Linked DNA regions of Mus musculus: region 1 is linked to region 2. A link is a contact called in public Hi-C data. All regions are on one chromosome and are shown on one strand. The core of a region is the stretch at or near the end of the contact, and the rest is flanking DNA. Distances in the headings are between cores, read along the strand shown.

Evidence for each region. Hi-C and Micro-C count contacts between places; a contact is called where the count stands out from the background.
Region 1: a Hi-C map of the N1E-115 cell line shows a contact between it and region 2, with 6 times the contacts expected there. The contact joins two enhancer-like sites. A contact is called at or near these places in 3 of 484 Hi-C or Micro-C datasets (the N1E-115 cell line, liver and nephron progenitors), 4 of 115 datasets of contacts at active chromatin or transcription factors (embryonic stem cells and kidney) and 3 of 9 other capture datasets (adipose tissue, embryonic tail and pancreatic islet).

What each region holds. Positions count from the first base shown.
Region 1 is chr7:115,864,854-115,867,553 of GRCm38.p6, forward strand. The region is part of intron 2 of Sox6 (SRY (sex determining region Y)-box 6); the gene reads right to left. Among named protein-coding and RNA genes, the nearest start is that of Sox6os, 170 kb to the right of the region's middle. Within about 2 kb of position 1,313, at least 65 of the 459 cell types and tissues checked have an H3K27ac peak or open chromatin away from gene starts, as enhancers often do. A contact at or near this core is called in the N1E-115 cell line, where this site is marked.
Region 2 is chr7:115,732,965-115,735,664 of GRCm38.p6, forward strand. All of the region lies in intron 4 of Sox6 (SRY (sex determining region Y)-box 6), which reads right to left. Among named protein-coding and RNA genes, the nearest start is that of Gm51455, 240 kb to the left of the region's middle. Within about 2 kb of position 1,372, at least 21 of the 459 cell types and tissues checked have an H3K27ac peak or open chromatin away from gene starts, as enhancers often do. A contact at or near this core is called in the N1E-115 cell line, where this site is marked.

The DNA.
Region 1 (2,700 bases), core at 63-2,562, 130 kb after region 2:
AGAGGGGGAGGGAGAGGGGGAGGGAGAGGGAGAGGGAGAGGGAGAGGGAGAGGGAGAGAGAGAGAGAGAGAGAGAGAGAGAGAGAGAGAGAGAGAGAGAGAGACTAATATAGAAGGAAAAGAGAAGTCATTCATTTCACTGAACTACAAGTATTGTGACCCTGGGAAGGGTGATTTGGCTTTGAGGATTTTAAAGAAATGGTGCTGTATTCAGTCTTTTTCTATCACCATCCCCATATACAAAGCCCTAGTAGATCCTAAAATTGTGGCATTTTCTTACGTACATAAAAAAATTGAACTGCTATTGCAGCAACATCTAAACAGTTTCCTGTAAACTTTCTGTGATGGAAGTCATAGAATTTATGGTAAAACCCTGTGGAGTGCGGAGACAAATTTCTTTCATATTTATCATTCATTTTATTCTGTGTGCATTTTAAGGAAAACCTTTTAAGGGTACCAATAATGCAAGAAAGCGACAACAACTAAATTTATTGTTAAGTATCACATCACTGGTCCTCCGGGAGCTCGAAGAGAAAGCTTAAATCAAGCTCCACACGCTGGAGAGGTTCCCAGAGATGTGCTGGCCCAGAGGCAACCCATCCAGAGCACACTGGGATCTCAGGACGGTGACAAAGAAATACTACTCTCTCAACTGAAGCAGGTTGGGGACAGCCCTTTCCCTTCTCTTTTCTTTTCTTTCTTTTCTTTTCTTCTTTCTTTCTTCCTTTCTTTCTTTCTTTCTTTCTTTCTTTTTCTCTTTCCTTCTTTCTTCCTTTCTTTCTTTGGCATAGTACAAATTCTCTCCCCCAAATCCTCCCCTCCTCCTGTTTCACCTGACTAAACTGTAGGTATTTGTCCCATCACCTGACTTAGGGGCTGGCTGGCTTGAAATATTAGAGAGAGGGAGAAAAAAGAACACAATCTACCATTGTTTCCCCAGACAACGACCTTTCATGTCCTTGAGGCTCACCATGACCTTTTCATCTTTCCTATCCCAATGGTCTCTCCTAACAACTAAAACTGCACTCAGTTGGGCTGAATTCCAGATTGTCATAAAAAGAACCCTGTCCTTTCAAAACAAAACCAATTTTTACACCAAGGTGGGGGAGAAACACAAGTCCATTGTTCCCTCCCAGATGGAAGTTGGAGTTACTAAGGCAACTGCTCTAATCCTCCTTTTTACCACCTTTTTCACATCGCTGGCCTATCAAGTATGCTACCTTTTAACTCATAAGCTCAAAAGCTGGTCGTCTAACTGGCTGCCCTAATTAGCTACGATTTTCACACTACAGACAACATGATGAGCTAATCGAAATTTGCAAAATAATGACGTACCTCCAGCAAATATTCCTCCTCCTGAGGCCCAGTCTTAGAATAACAATAATGAGAGCATTATTAGAGAAGGGCATTAAAATGCTGCACTGCTGCTAAACAGAGAACTTAATTGTTCTGGTCTTGTCCATTGAATCAACAACCTATTGTTGTGGACTTGAAAAATAAAGGACTTGAGAATGGGTGCCATGATGATTGGTCTGTGGCCATACCGGCACTCTGTGGAATTGTTTTCTTTTCAAACTCTTGATGGACTAGTAGCTTTGTTTAAAAGTAACATAAAAGGCGATTGTCTGGACTAAAAAAAAAAAAGTCCTATTTATTGAAATCCTTAGAAGCAGTTGCATGCATTTGTTCCTGACCCCTGAGATAAAAACACAGTGATCATAATACCACCATTTGTGGAGTCCTGTCACCACTGCCTACAGTAACTCGAGATAAGAGACTGTCTTTTCTAGCTACAGTAGGAAGGAAGGAAGTACTTCTGAGCAGAAAGCAGGAATGACGAAAGGTCAGATCCCGGAGAAAGCTCATTACTCTCTGAAGGGGGGACTTTAAAATAATGCGAGTCTAAGAACCCTGTGTAACTGCAAGTAAGAAGCACACAGCTTTTCCTCCCTGCCCACCCCACCCCCCAGCCCTTGAGATTCCTGCCTTTAGTGAAAGACAATTAAAATAAAATGATTATTAAACAACAGAGACGGCATGTCTGGGGCAACCTGGAGGACAAGAGACCTAAAAGCTTCCAGGTCTCTGTGCTTGTGCTCACCTCTGTCTGCAGCAGGAATAATAAAACCCTGGAGTTAAAGGTTAACTACTGTAGGATTCTTAGCAGAAGAAAAGCCCTGTTTACACATTGGAGAAGTGTCTTCCATATGGAGCCCTGGCTTGCTTTCTGTGAGGTCAGGCCAGGAGCTCCATGTGGAATGGTGGGGTGGGGATTGATTTTGTTCATAGTATTGGGGGGATCTATTTTTAAACCAAGTAAAATCTGTATTATATAAAAATGTATTACATTGTAAATAAGACCTCTTCCTTCATTCATCCTGTGCTCTGCTTCATTCGTCTTCATCTTGTTAGGCTAAATTAATTAACAATCTCGCTGCTGCACACTTTCTCTTTTCATTACATCAGATAATGGTGGGCATGTGGAGAATGCCCTCGCCACGGGAATTCTGCAACTGCAGGGCCAGGGAGAGTTTCTAGGTATCCGTGTAGTAAGATTCTCTTGTAAGTATTTATTCGGTGTGCCTTTTAGAGTTAACATTAAATTAAGCACCCAAATCCTTAATATATTATCATAAGAAAAATAGTTCCAAATAAAAGAAAAACTAAACTGAAAGGTGCAAGATACTTTAAACACACACAT
Region 2 (2,700 bases), core at 122-2,621:
ACCCATTTGCTCTATGGATGATGCAATGTAGGATTCTGGAATCAGATTGCTACAGTTGCGACATGCCCCTCCTTTCATTGTGGAAGAATTAATTTCAGTTACAATGGAAGGTCACTCCTGCAATACTAGAGATGGCACACCTTAATCCACACAAAGAGACTTGGAGAAAAACAAGTTCAAAGGACAAAAGCTGGCTACTGCAAAGCTGAAATATTTAAATTCTTAAGAATTTTCTTTGAGATTGCATCAGATCTATACAATCCTAACTAGCTTCTCTGAAGTAAGATAATGCAATCCGTTTTAGGAAATTTGGGATAAATGAATTATCCCTCTTTCTTTTTTTTTCCCTGACCTTTGGAAATTTCAGTGTTTAAGCCTTAGTTGTAGTCTGACTTTGTGAAGATTTTAACTATTGTGCTACCTTCTCTTACATGGTAAAGCACTTACTGAAATTTCATCATTTTTATGTTGCTTTTTAATTTTCTTAACAGAGATTCCTTCTTAGCTTCAAGAATATTGTGTTTTGAGCTTCTCAGAGAATCAAACTGAAACTTAACTTTTTCAAAATAAGCAACAAATTTAACCACTTAATTTAAGTATTTTTTAAAAACTCCACCTCAACTTAATTTAATATTTTTATTTGACTTAATTTTGGGAAACCTGTCAACTTTTTGTCAATATATGGGGAAAATAACAGCTAGTTTAATCAAGACATTTTAAATAGTATAGTCTTATCATTGAGTAGTAAAATTCTATACCAATAAGTATATTAACTCTAGAAAAATCTACACTGTAAACTAGAGTCTGATCTGACTTAAATCAGATTAGATAAGAATGACCCAGAAAGCCAGCCTCCCCACATCATTTGATCACAGTAACTTCAATGAAATACAAACAGCAGAACTTATTAAAAAGTTAGTTGGTCCGAAGAGGCAACTTCTTTTTGAATGCTTGACTCAAAAGTCTTATAGGTACACCACAGAACATATATATATTTTTAAGAGTTTATGTGAGAGGTAAAGATTTCCTTGGACATGTCAGCTTTGTCAAAAATGCAGATAAAGTATTTCTGGTGCCAAAAAAAGGTATCAAATTTATTTCCACCCACAAAAAAAAAATTGGATTGCATCCTTGTTTTATCAAAAACAGAGACTTCTGTGGAAAGAGGAATGCTCAAATTGGTTAGCCCACCAAAATGCTAAACAAAATAGAGAGTTACCATACTTTATTTGAGCTGATTTTATAGGAACCGTATGTATGACTTTCACTCTCTAGAAAGTGGTTTTCTCTTGAACACACATCAGAACCATTCATCATAACATAATTGCAAGCTGTCAGTCAGGACCGCACCCTTAGCTTGTGGCAAACCGCCAACACATCTGTCAGAAGCACTCATAAGCTTCCGTGTGTCACTGTGTGTCCCTTACAAAGGGAACAAGCTCAGTCACCGATTTTACATTCTCCAAATGAAACAATGACTCGCTTAAAACCACAAATGGAATTGTCCTGCTCCTCTATAGACTGTTAGCTACTTTTACATTCTCCAAATGAAACAATGACTCGCTTAAAACCACAAATGGAATTGTCCTGCTCCTCTATAGACTGTTAGCTACTTTCTCACCAAGTGACTGACTATACTGGTCCTTCAAGGGAACCACAGATTTATTCTACAGTAGAATATTAGTAGTATGCTCGTCTAAAAACAAAGAGATGTGCACATTTTGCTTGGCTATATGTATGAAGATTTAAATGTCCTATTCTTAAGTGCCTGGAAGGCTGGCTATTTTAGTGTTCTATTTTTTAAGTTTCTTTTCCTTAACCATCATTCTCTGGCTAAATGCATGGAGAGAAACCAAACCTGTTTCAGAAAGAACAAAATTCATTCTGGAATCCCAGTAGCTAGTTCAATGATAATTGATTTAAATCATTCTTATAATCTGGAAAGGCAGCACCTGAAGAGGAGCATGGAGGAAAGAGTGGTGTTAATACCTTAAGCCACCATCAAAGAAGAATTAAGTGATGGCTCTCTTATTCACTGCAAAAAATAGTCTCCGTGTCAGACATACAAATGCTATAATGAGACTACAGAACAAACCCACTGATAAAAAAAAATTGGATCTGACATGTCAAATATTCAGAAGGCCTAAGTTTTTCCATTGGTTTTGGTTATGTACATATATAAGCAAGGGGGTGGAAGGAGGAGGAAGGTGGGAGGAGGAGGAAGGGAGGACGAGAATTGCCACATCCATGGTCACCTTTCCTAAGTGTCTTCCTGTCTCCTCTCTCCTTTCTTCTTATTCTCTCTCTCTCTCCTCTCTCTCTCTCTCTCTCTCTCTCTCTCTCTCTCTCTCTCTCTCTCCACCACCCCAAATGCTACATCAAAAAAGTTTCTGTGTTTATTATTTGAATGAGATACATGAGCTACTGTAGCAAAGAAATGAGGATCTTCTACCTGTGAGACAGAAAAATCCTCACATACATCCACATGGTTTTTATATTGTCAACACAAATATACATAGTTTGCATAGTAGGTTTCTCCATGGTACTAACTTTTACCAGAATCATATGGACAAAATCTCTAAATACAGTAAATCTTTACTGGCTCTCATCCATCAATAACATACACATTTTTACTAGCTATTTTGGTGACCAAACCAAATATAGACCCCATGTTAATATCTATAACAGAGTACTTAAATC